Linked DNA regions of Pan troglodytes: region 2 is linked to region 1. The links are chromatin contacts, called in public capture Hi-C maps. All regions are on one chromosome and are shown on one strand. The core of a region is the stretch at or near the end of the contact, and the rest is flanking DNA. Distances in the headings are between cores, read along the strand shown. Region 1 overlaps NEDD9 (neural precursor cell expressed, developmentally down-regulated 9). Region 2 overlaps LOC104006719 (a long non-coding RNA gene).

The links. Capture Hi-C pulls out chosen DNA fragments and counts their contacts.
Region 2: a contact with region 1 is called in a capture Hi-C map of stem cell-derived neural stem cells, with 3 times the contacts expected there. The contact joins two enhancer-like sites. A contact is called at or near these places in 1 of 7 Hi-C or Micro-C datasets (stem cell-derived neural progenitor cells), 1 of 1 datasets of contacts at active chromatin or transcription factors (stem cell-derived excitatory neurons) and 1 of 1 other capture datasets (stem cell-derived neural stem cells).

What each region holds. Positions count from the first base shown.
Region 1 is chr5:17,172,396-17,178,692 of NHGRI_mPanTro3-v2.0_pri, reverse strand. The region is part of intron 2 of NEDD9 (neural precursor cell expressed, developmentally down-regulated 9); the gene reads left to right. Among named protein-coding and RNA genes, the nearest start is that of ERVFRD-1, 120 kb to the right of the region's middle. Within about 2 kb of position 2,877, at least 9 of the 24 cell types and tissues checked have an H3K27ac peak or open chromatin away from gene starts, as enhancers often do. A contact at or near this core is called in stem cell-derived neural stem cells, where this site is marked.
Region 2 is chr5:17,442,040-17,448,336 of NHGRI_mPanTro3-v2.0_pri, reverse strand. The region is part of intron 3 of LOC104006719 (a long non-coding RNA gene); the gene reads right to left. Among named protein-coding and RNA genes, the nearest start is that of TMEM170B, 40 kb to the left of the region's middle. Within about 2 kb of position 2,491, at least 4 of the 24 cell types and tissues checked have an H3K27ac peak or open chromatin away from gene starts, as enhancers often do. A contact at or near this core is called in stem cell-derived neural stem cells, where this site is marked.

The DNA.
Region 1 (6,297 bases), core at 1,628-4,127:
CCACTCCAGGGGTTCACAGTACACCCGAGTCCATCTGCTCTGAAAGTTGCCGGGCGAAATACCTCGGTGAGAAGTTAAGACTTGGAGCCGCTTCACAGCAGCCACTGGAGATCAGAGGGTGTCTGACTTGAATCGCGGCAGGCATTGGCTCAAGTCTCATTGGCTTCCTTAGGCCTGGCTTCCACTGCCCTGGGGAACTGTAATAAGAGAGGAATGAGGACTGCATAGTCTGTCTCAGACTGGCTCTTAGTGCAAAGTTTTCCAGACTTTGCTTTAATCGTTTGGTCTCGGAAGGAGTATGCCATATGCACTTTTGGTGGGAGAAATTAAAAGCCCAGATTACACAGCTGAGGATGGAAAATTTTGACATCCTTATGTTATATTGGATGTAGGAATAAATAAGTATGAGCCATTTCTTGAAAACATTTTTATTGGAGTTTGAATGGGGTGAGAGTGCGAAGGCTCAGGCTGGCTCACTGTGCCTGAAAGCTTACAGAGTGTCATAGTCATAGTACTTCAGCAGCATTATTTTCCAATGCATTTTACACCATTGTTTGTGGATTTTTCTTGCCAAAAGGATTTTTGACTTGCTCCGTATATTCCCCCCTCCCCTTTTTCTTTTAAGTCACTCCCATCTAAGGAGGCAAGCAGCTTCCAGGGGACACAAAGAAAGCAGACTGCAATGAATTGGACATGAATTTTTCTTGAATGATGAATAGACATGAGTGCTAGTGCTACTATTTTATTTTATGCTATTTTAAACAAAAGTGTTATTATTAAGATGGATTTGGGCAAGGGTGCTAGGCTTGTGGATTGACAATTTATATTAACTGTACACTAGCTGGAAGCTACTTCGCTTTTTTTCTAAATTTTTCTGGTCCATCCTTTTTTGATGTAAGGTTGTAAATACTTGGTCTAACTGATAGCCACTGACTAGCCTCAGTAATAAAGCTTTTGTTCAAAAACTATGAATCTTATTCAAAAGCTTTAAGTCTAAATGTCAAAAGTCTTTATAGTAATGCCTACGTTACCACTGTCTGAAGACACAGGTATCAGCTATTTCCGTTTCATCAGCTTTCTATTATCTTCATCAGTAGGGAAGATCAGAGGAAAGGGTCATCCTGAAGACTATTAATATTTGACTTTAGGATGCAACCAGAAACAAATCCCTCTACTTGGCAGGAAAGTTATCTTTCTTAAAGTGGCTCACCCCATATTTCCTTATTTAGAACAATGATAGGACCAGATATTACTCAGCCTGGAGTGACTTTTTTGCTCTTCCTTTCCCTGTTGTTGAATAAGAACTGGCTTGCAGAAAAAAGAGAGAGTATGTTCATATGTCTATTATTGGAAAGTATAAATGGCTGAAATTAACATTGAGTGCTGTAATCTAGAAAGTGACGAAAGTGACAAAGTCTCAAGTCACTTTTATTCAATGATCTCATCGTGTTTAGCTTTACTCTTTATGGAAAGAAAATCTAAAGGCAACTGATAAAGTGACTGACAGCGTAAACTGCGATTGGCATTCATGGAGAAACCTGCTTCTCCACTGGGCCTTACTGGTGTTGAACACCTTGCCAAATGATGTAAATACATGATTTTTATTACCTTGTAGGCACCTTCACCAGCAAAAAAGCTAACTTCTCCGACCGAACAAATGACTTATGCCCTATGATGACTATTAAATCAACCAATAGCTGAAGAAATCCACTTTCCTTTTTTATAAAGTTTTCTTTCTCTCTAGTTAATAATGAACAACTTTACTTCAGGAAAGGATTTTGTTATTGTAAGTAGAGGAGAGACACAAAAGTAATGAAGTAACATTAATTGAGACTTACTGTGACAACACAAGATTGTCATATTCAACTCTCCCAATAGCTCTACAAGGTGGGTATTATTTTTATACTCAATTTCAAATGACACAGAGAGGCTAAGTAATTTATCTAATGCCACACAGCTAGAAAGTGGTGAGCTGGGATTAGAACTAAGGCGATCTGGCTCCAGAACTCATGACTTTAACCACTATTAAGAGAAAGAGAAAGAACTATCGTTGACCTCTCTAAAATATGGCCAGTGTTTTCTTCTCCCAGAAAGTTTAAGACTATTTCATCCCAAGTATTCCTGCAGGATAATTTCTTTTTAAGATAGTAACTCTACAAAGCAAAATGAAATGCATGTTTGGCAGTTATTTGTTTAATTTGAGCCACTTAGGTAGTAAAACCAGATAATTATTAGATGGTAAAATCCCAGAGACAGAAATTATCTCTAAAATACTATATTGCTCTATGCACTGTAAATTTAGCACAAACCTTAAAATGTTTACTGAAAGACTTATGAATCAGGCCCTATAAGATTGTCGTTGTTAACCTGATTATCTGGTTTGGCTGCCCCAGGGATCACAACTACGGAACAACAAACCTTCACTTATTTTGCACTTAATATACATAGCTTCAGGCCAGGCAGCAAGGTACTTGCAGTAATCCTGAGAACTGTGGAATGTAAGCTATTACTCCGGACAGACATTTCTGGTTAGCACGTATCTAATCTGTCTTTATTTCCCTGTATGTTATTTGTCCACAGGAAGGTTGCAGTCACTGTCATATGTACTTAATTTTCCATTTCTCTTAGAAGGGATTCAGTCTGTGGTTATGTGATAGTAAATTACGGGGGCTTCATTTATTAAGAATTTTCTACAAAATTCCCATCATATACAGAGCATGTTCTTAATTGGGCGGGGGCTGGCGGGGTTAGGTGGTTGCCTCGATGGCCTTGGTTTGCTTACCCAGTGAAGGCTCCCTCCTGAGGGTCTGGAGGTGTATGGCTGTGCTGTTTGCCAGGAGGGTGATGGAAGGGTCTCTGCGCAGCTGTGTTTGAGCAGAAGCCCCGAGACCCCGCCCCGTTTGTGCCTGCCAGGCCCGAGGCCCCGCCCACCTCAGGCCCAGCCCTGGCGGGGGCTCAGCGGCCCCTTGGCCTGGCCGCTAATGGCTGAGCAGAGACGCTTTTGTGGTTTTGCCAAATTTCTGAGCCCTTACGTGCCTACATTAAAATTCTAAATTATTTATCTCGTCTACCATACAACAAATTCATTCTTTAACGTTTTGACTGAAGAAAAATTACAGACGGAACTTACAATGCCATTAAGAAAGCTGCATTCTGAAAGTCAGAGTCCTGTGTTCTGGTTGAATGGGGTAGGTCAGGGAAAGGAGAACCTGTGTGCTGTGAAACGGTTTGGAAAGGACTTTGAAAGTATTTGTATTTTCTCAAGCAAGACTGAGGAAAATAATGACAGAGGATCTTTAATTTAGTCAATATGGTCATGCATAACCTATAAAATTCCCAATTATTTCCTTGCTTTGATATTTTGGTTTAAAATGCTTTATTTTTCTCTATATGATTTTTGCAACCAATCCAAATGTAGGACTCCTGTCCTTTTCCTTTTTAAACCTTGTATGAGATCTATGGATTTAAAATCACTAAAACATGGTTTGAAAAATATCAGCTTGGTTATTTATGTATTTATGCATTTATTTTTTTATTTAGCAAACCCATTTGCAGAGCTAAATGGCTTACCTACACAGAGATAAAAGCCTTTAGAGAACTGAAGGTGCCTGATAATACCAAATTTAGCAAGTTGCACAGTGCGTAACATACCAAGGATTCCTTTAGCATCCTTTCCTTGCTGGAATACACGTCAGTTCTGTTCTCAGAATTCAGTGGTTCCCTGTCTCTCCCTTCACTCCAGTCTTCTGAAAAAAACACCTTCCTCTCCACTTTTCTTTTTTTCTTTTTTTGAGATCAAGTCTCACTCTGTCGCCTAGGCTGGAGTGCAGTGGCGCCACCTCAGCTCACTGCAACCTCTGCCTCCTGGGTTCAAGTGATTCTCCTGTCTCGGCCTCCTGAGTAGCTGGGATTACAGGTGCCCACCACCATGCCTGGATAAGTTTTGTATTTTTAATAGAGATGGGTTTCACTGTGTTGGTCAGGCTGGTCTCGAACTCTTGACCTCAGGTGATCCACCTGCCTCAGCCTCCCAAAGTGCTGGGATTACAGGTGTGAGCCACCGCGCCCGGCCTTTTTGCAAATTCCCTCCCACTTTCGTGCTTTTATGACCTCATTGGTTCTCCTTTTTTCTTCTTCTTCTTCTTTTCAGGCTTTCCTTATGCTTCTTTAATACTGACTTCCGTAGGTCTTACTTCCAACCCCCTACCCCCCAGGCCCCCCACCCGCACCTATCTACCGCTGCCCCCTCGCCCCCCACACACAGATGTGACACCTTTAATGCACATTCTGTAGCCCTCATTTGTCCTTCTCCTTAGACTCTGCTATGGGAAATCTTGGTCCCTCACTGCCCCCATTCATCTGCCTCTCTCTTTGCGTTTACATGACTTGAGCGGCCTGTCAGTCCCGCTAGTAAAGTCTCCTCAGCCATCCACTCTGTTTAAACAATCAAACTCTGAAACCTGTGTCTCCTGGACCATCCTATAATCCCTAAAATAGGCTGTTATGCTTTTCACCTCTGCCCTACTCTGTTAGCACTACCTTACTTATTGACCTCTTTCAATCAAATCCTTATCTAAAGGATACCTGTAACTCAGATAGGTTGCCTACTGGGCCTGTTTAGTTTTAAGTAAACCCCACTGAATATGAGAGACCCACCCTCTATTTGTATGTAGAGGCAGATTGATCAAAAAGTCCTTGAATGAAAAACATGATCTAGGGTCTGTGAAGTTTTGAGGGGGCCAAGACTTGGTGTTTTATGCTCTTGGGTTAGAGACATGATAGAGCATGGGCTTTGAAGAAAGGCATTTCTGTTCCTTATGGCTTATAGCTCTGTGACCTTAGGCAAGTTAAGCTCTCTAAGCCTCATTTTACAGCATTGTCTGTAAAATAGGGATAAGAATAACTGCCTCATACTATTGTTCGAAGACCTGGGATAATATATGAATGAAGTACTTACTATGGCTCTTGGCATATAGTAAGCAGACAATGCAAGCTGGCTCCAGCTCTCTTTGTATGGTAGATGCTCAATAGATGTTGAAAGGATGGTATGTACTCAAGACTTGGTGACAGAATTATGTCAAAATCCCAGTTACTAGGTTGAGATGGTTGAATATTGTTGAGTATTCCGTGGGCCTGGATGTGTATTGTAAGCATAGGGCCCTAACAGCATATGGCCCCACTTGCTAATATACTCATGACTTGATTCCTTCATTGTTGTTCATTGGACTCAATATTCCTGAAATTACAAGACTTTGCTCATAGAAGACAAAATGTATACACAAATAGCCATTTAAGAGGATCTTAACACTATATGGCATAGTAAAAAAAACAACAACAACAACAAAAAACATGGGCTTTGTTTCAAATCCCACTTTTGTTACTTTCTAACAGTATAATTTTATGCTAGCTACTTTAAACCTTCTTTTCCTCATTTATAAAATGAGAATAATACCTGTCTTGTCAGATAGTTATAGGATATAATATATGACAATTGTCCTTTCTAGCAGATATTAGGCATTTAATAAATGGCAGCTATTATATGATGTTATATACACATACCCACAAAGATATACAGATATATAGATATGGAATTTTTATATAGATAAAAGTGTTTAAAGGGAACATTCACTAGAATTGTTTACCCATAACAGAAATATCAGTGAGGAAGAGAAAGTCATCAATTCAAAAAACCAAAGATAAAATCCAAAGAATGTAAGTTGGGAGTACATGAGAAGTTCAGGGTGAACTCTCTTATCCAATTGCAGTCAATTAGAATGACATAAATGTAAAGTAAGAGGTCTTGGTTGTCTATGTTTAGATCATTTTAGGGTCAGAAAGAAATCTAAACAAATTGGTTTGAAATGCCAACCACTAGGACCAAGGCAATACTCTGCAAGAACATATAGGCTGAATTACCAGGACTTCTCGCCAAGACAAATGAAACAGGGCCATTGGGAAGAAATACTATATTTCTAACTTAAAATGCCAGAGAGTAACTGACGGTTTCCTAGGTGATAGATGGTTGCAAAGAGTACGGGCATGAAAAGGGGACACACACACACAAAAAAAACCCTGTTTATACTTTGCCAACAACACCCCCCTCCATCTTATTTACTTTGAACATTCCAGCCATCTCTCTGCAGTAATTCCTGCTGGCTAATGAGGATTCCACACAGCTAGGGAACATGACAGCCTGCAAAGGATTATTTTCCTGAACAATCTGCATTTTAAGATAAGTCACCTTGTTGGTAACCTTTTCTACCCTTCACTGGAAAGGGTGACTCTCTTTGAAGACAG
Region 2 (6,297 bases), core at 1,242-3,741, 270 kb before region 1:
GAAACTGTCCCCCAGGCAAGATGGTAAATACAAAATAGGGATTGGTTGTCTCTATCATATCTCTTTTTAATTGCTAGTCTCCCCCAGCAGGAAGTGGATGGACTCTGAAGAATGACAACAGATGAGTACAGTTTCAATCACATGGTGGTCGACTGCAGCTGCTGTGCCAGAGGTGGGATCACAGCTGGAGCACATTAAACAGGCCGCAGGCCCGTGGCATGTGGTTGTCTATTTGGTGAATGTGCCTTTTCTATCCATATTAGAAAAAAAGATCAGGAACAATTCACATTCACGTGGACAGACTCCAATATTCATTTATTGCTTTGCCTCAGAGCTATCTTAACTCAGCTGCCCTTTGCCATAATAGTCTGAAATAATCTAGATCACCTGAACCCACTGAACATCAAACCCATCCATTGCATCAATGACATCATGTTCATTGGCCAGAAGAAGCAAGAGGTGGCTAGTATGCTGGAGGTCTTGGTAAAACACTCATGCTCCAGAGAGGAAAAGATGAATGAGGATTTAAGGAATCCAGTGGTCAGGTTCATGCTGGAATATTCCCTCCAAAGCAAACGATAAATTGCTGCATCTTATATCTCATACCTCAAAAAAGAAGTGCCTGGTAGGCCTCTTTGGGTTCTGAAGGCAACTCATGCCACACTTTTAAGACTGCAGTTCCAGGCCAGGCGTGGTGGCTCACGCCTGTAATCCCAGCACTTTGGGAGGCCGAGGAGGGCGGATCACGAGGTCAGGAGATTGAGACCATCCTGGCTAACACGGTGAAACCCCATCTCTACTAAAAATACAAAAAAAATTAGCCAGGCGCGGTGGCAGGCTCCTGTAATCCCAGCTACTCGGGAGGCTGAGGCAGGAGAATGGTGTGAACCCGGGAGGCGGAGCTTGCAGTGAGCCAAGATAGCGCCACTGCAGTCCCGCCTGGGCGAAAGGGCCAGACTCCGTCTCAAAAAAACAAAAAGACTGCAGTTCCAGCTCACAAACTGGGCAACATGATTATTGGCAGCTTTGAGTTGTGCCTGAAGCACAAAAAGGCTAGAGATGCAGGTCTGTCACCTGTGAAAGGGGAGGGAGAAGGAGGGTTAGTTAGGAAGAGTCTCAAACTGCAGTGCTGTCCTGCAAAAGTCTCAGCCAGCCCAACAGAGAGCTCCAGAGCAAAGGCTGCCTGTTGGAGAAGTTCCATGATGAACAGAAAGGGCCAGGCCCTGGCACGCCCACTGTGCTCATTAGCTGTTAAAGGTCTGCCTAGGAAAAGCATGGCCTCAGCTCAACTGCTGTGGCTAAGCAACCAGAGGCACTGCAACCAAGGCCATCACCTAACTGCACCCTCACAGCTAATCTGCAAGTTCTTTCTTGAAGGGAGATCATAATAGCTCCATATCCCCATATTGGAGAGAATTCTCACTCTGCATTCTGCCAAGGAGCTGGTGTGTGTGTGCGTTTGTGTGTGTGTGTGTGTGTATGCACACATGTGACAAAGGTTTATTTAACTTATCAATGAATGAAGAAGGAGAAGAAAAATTACTATATATAGTCAATGAACAAAAAGAATGCTGGAATAAGATTGCAAGTTAAATTGAAACTGGTAAATTATAAAACAACAAAACTATAATCTGTAGGATTTATATTTCCTACTGGACAGAAATGAATTGCAACATAATGATCTTCCACAAGTTAACATTAACTTTACAAGAGTCTCACCTTCATCAATAGCAAATAATCAAAGTAACTTTCTTCCTGTAAAACTTCCCAACTGGGGGAACATTTGCCCTCTCCTCACCCCAGAGATATCTGACAATGTCTGGAGACATTTGTGGTTATCACAACTAAAGGGATGAAGGTGTGCTACTGGTATCTGGTGGGCAGGGGCCAGGGATGCTGCTAAGTGACCTATTATGCCCTGAACAGCCCCCACGGCAAAGAATTACCCAGACCAAAATTTCAATAGTGCCAAGACTGAGAATCGTGTACAGATGACACTTTTGATGGCTTATTAGGCAATGCTCTAGTATGACACTGAAAGGGCGTAAGAAGATCTTTAATGTTTCCTTCTGCTTTCACGTAAATGTAAAATTGGGATAATGATATATCGAAGCAACTTCATTTAGGGTGAAGGATGATTAAATAAAACAATTGTGGTTGATTGTATTTTTACAAAGATGATGCACAAATATATATCCCATCCCACATGCTCTTCTTCTGACATGACACTGACACTCCTGTATTGAGGGGTGGAGGCTGTGTTCCCTTCCCGTGAACCTGGGTAGACGTTTGCAATTACCTCTATCAACAGAACACAGCAGAAGTGACATTTCCTGACCTCTGAGGCTGGATCATAAAAAGCAACACAGCTTCCTGCTGGCTCTCTTTCTGGGGACACCACCTTGGATGTTCTGAGCCAACATGAAACAAGTCTGGCTATGCTTGAGAAACCCTAGAGAGGGACTACATAGAGACAGAGAGAAGCTCCCACCCCAGCCTGTCGTCTTACCAGCTCAGACACCAGACACGGGAGCGAATGAGGCTTTACAATAACCCCAAGTACTGTTTGATTGCGATCTCATGTGAAAGAAGCCTCCAGGCAGAACCACCCGACAGAGCTCCTTCTGAATTCCTGGCCCACAGACACCGTGGGAGATAATAAATGATTTTGTTGTCTTAAGCTTCTATATTTTAAGATGATTTGTTCCATAGCAATAGACACTAAAACAACCATACAAAAATAGTCCTTAGCACCCTGCATGGAAAGTGAGTTAACTGGTCACTCTTTTGGGGTAGTTTTAGTATTTTCAAGTAGTATTTATGTAGTATTTTTACTGTTTCCGTGCGCAAGAGGGCACACTGTCCGTTGACAGCCCTCATACATGGAGGTGTAATTTTCTAATCAAAGCACCAGGTGGAGCCAACCCCTAATTTTTCACTGTCCCTTTCAGAGGGTGAACTTGACAAAATGGAAAAAAGGCTTCAGAATCAAACTAGCATGTTTAGGGCGATGTGTTAGAGAATGCTCAGTATTCTAAATTCTCAAATTCTAAAACACAAGAAAGCTTATTTTGATGAATAACTCATCCCTAGGCAGGGTGTGCACACAAAAAACAAGAAAATCCTTTTTTTTTTTCCTTTGTTAAATGCAACAGAGAAGGTTATGTTTTCTTTAAACCCTGAAAAGGAAAAGAGATCTGCCAGCCTATGATTTCTAAACAATACTGTACTTAATTTTTGCCATTATCTAGACACATAGGTAATGCAAGTCTCTGTTTGCTGTTTGCTTCTGACGGTAAGACAATATTTCTGAATACTGATTTATGGGACTCAGATAACATCTGTACCACCATTTTAGCTTAAACATTTTTAGGTTTACATGTTTTCTAGGCCTTTATTTTGTATACACGAATTTAATGCTCTAGTGGCTGTGAAAATGGGCCATGATTCCGATTGCAGGAAATCTGGGAACCAAATCCCTTAAAATGAATTGGGTGAACCAAATACATTGTATCTGCCTCTTGTCTGAGAAATTCAAAGCAGACTCTACCCATCAGCATTCACTGTAACCTGAGCAGGTTGGCAACCCGTCCTTATTATGATGATCTGCCAGTGCCTATGTAACTCCTGAAGGCTGATGCCTCTACCCTGAGATGGCTCAAGGATGGTTAGGGCAATAGAGCAGTGGTCTTGAGAATAAAGATGGTTTTGTGATCCGCTTATCTGATTAGAGGTTTATACTATAAAGTCAAGGCTTCATAGCCTGGTAGGGGATAAATCAAATGTCAGAAAGGATGGAGGCAGCTTGAACTCTGAAGAGCTGATTTTCTGAGGGTATCCTACAACTTTGACTCCACCCATACCCTAGCTGACCTGTCATCTTGCTAATTAACCACAAGAACTGAGGGAGAAAGTAAGGTGTGATCAGCTCAAGTAAGGCGTGATCAGCTCAAACCCTATCTATGTTATGCTGGGACTAACACAAAAGAAAGCCAAACACAATTATATGGTAAATCAGTAGAATCATGTTCCTACGTAATGTGTGTCTGTCAGGGATGAGACTGATTCCCATGCTTAACTTATGGCCCTGTCTCATCACTTTGTGCTCATAGAATGTATACGTAACATATTTTTCTTTGACACACTAATACTGGCAAAGGCTGTCTTCTTTGGCTTAACCACAAATTGTGGAGCATGAGAGCCTCAGAACATCTCCAATCTCTCCCAGCTAGTTTCGGAAATTCCCAGGGACAATTGTGCACATGCTCTCGAGAAGTTCCCCTGGATCCTCAAAACAGCCTTGTGAATCCACAGTAGCCATGGTGACAAGCCTGCTGCAACTCTTTAGAGGGTACTTGGCTGGGTCCCACAGTCACTGATACTGACAGCAGGATTTTCAGGTCACTACTAAGCACTTCCCACAAATGGCCATGACCTCATTCCATGCACTTGGTAGCCTGTCAGTGCAGTGGCTAGAGTGTGATGAGGTAGGCAGGGAGGCAGCCTCTGTCCCTGTGACTATTATCCTCCATTGCTAGGCTGTCTTCTTGGGGCTCATCTCCTTAGGGTCCTTTATCATGTCTATGAGGGCCTGGTCAGGCATACAGCAGTATGAGCAGCCATTCGTACCACCCAGTCTCTCCAAAAATGACGAAAAACCATGTTTTGTGGCCCAGATCTGTATACTCTACCTGGGGATGACTTCTTCCTTATAAGGCATTCACTCCTCAGGCAAATAACATACCATGGTAAGCCCACCCTATTGCCCTTGCACCTCCGATGCACCCACATTAGCAGGCTCAGCCCATGCTAGTTCCCAAACTGACCTTGGATTGTTCAAGCAACTTTAAACCCAAACCTACAAAGCTGGTGTGTAGCTCACAGTTTGATGACTATGTAAATTACATCCTGAAATGTCTCTACTAAACATGTGACTGGACACATCTGAATTTACAATGGGCACACGGCATCTTGGTTTCATAGGTGAAAGACTCTGAATAAGTACCTTTTTGGCAATAGTTCAATCTGAAGTGGATTAAGGCAAGATTTAGAATCTTTAAGCAGGGTAGTACTTTTTTCAAACGGGCATGTTTCCAAGGGATGGAGTCACTGGATGGAGTTTTCCAGCATGGCAGCCCTTCTCTGGTGGAGGCAGCTTGCTGAGATCAGGAGGGATGTTCAAAGCAGAAGCCGGCTCCAAGGTTCCGCTCATTTTTATAACAAATTAGCATAGTTCACACCCTCCCCCTCTACATGCCAATGTTAGAATGATCTCATAGGCAGGCCAACTCCACCCTTTTCTGTACCTCTAGACTTCCATTCAACTCATAGAGCTATGCCTTCTTCCTGTACTTTTGCCAAACCAGGCCTTGCAAAATTATTCCATCACTCATGGGTGCTAATGAACTGGATCAGAAATTGACCACCTGGATACAGAGAGTTTACTCAAGGATACGGGAGTCATCTTTTCCTTACCTGGCCCCTTTGCTCACATTAGTTCTCTCGTCTCTTTAAAACAGTAACCAAACTGGCCGGGCACGGTGGCTCACGCCTGTAATCCCAGCATTTTGGGAGGCCGAGGCCAGTGGATCACCTGATGTCAGGAGTTCAAGACCAGCCTGGTCAATATGGTGAAACCCCATCTCTACTAACACAAAAATTAGCCAGGCGTGGTGGCATGTGCCTGTAGTCTGAGCTACTCGGGAGGCTGAGGAGAAGAACCACTTGCACCTGGGAGGCAAAGGCTGCAGTGAGCCGAGATTGTGCCATTGCACTCCAGCCTGGGCGACAGAGCGAGACTCCGTCTCAAAAAAAAAAAAAAAAAAAAAAAACAGTAACCAAACTTTGCTTCACTGTGGTTTGGTAAAGTGGAGCAGGTGTCTACCAGTTTTTCATGCAACCTGCCCAAATGGCCCTTTCAAACTCTAATGGTGTGAGAAGCTCAGCTCTGGTAGGGGAGTGTACATTTGGTATTTCTCCCCTGCTGCTTACAAGTTCAAATGCTCTGTGCACTGACAGCAGCAGGAGGAGGAAAAGTTAAACATGGTGATGTTTACTGGAGGAATCTGTCCTCTGTAGTTGTAATTAAGAGGTTTGCTAGACCATATGGGACTGCTGACCAAGTACTAAAGCAGCTATGTCAAACACAACACCAGTGGTTTTATTTACAGCCAGGAAACCAGCGTGTTTCACGTGCCATCCCAACAGGGACCATCTCCACATCTTTAAAGAAGAATGTGCCGATAAAAGAAGTAGAACGAAGGATTGCAGCCCCCCCAGCCCCCCTGAGCCTCTCTG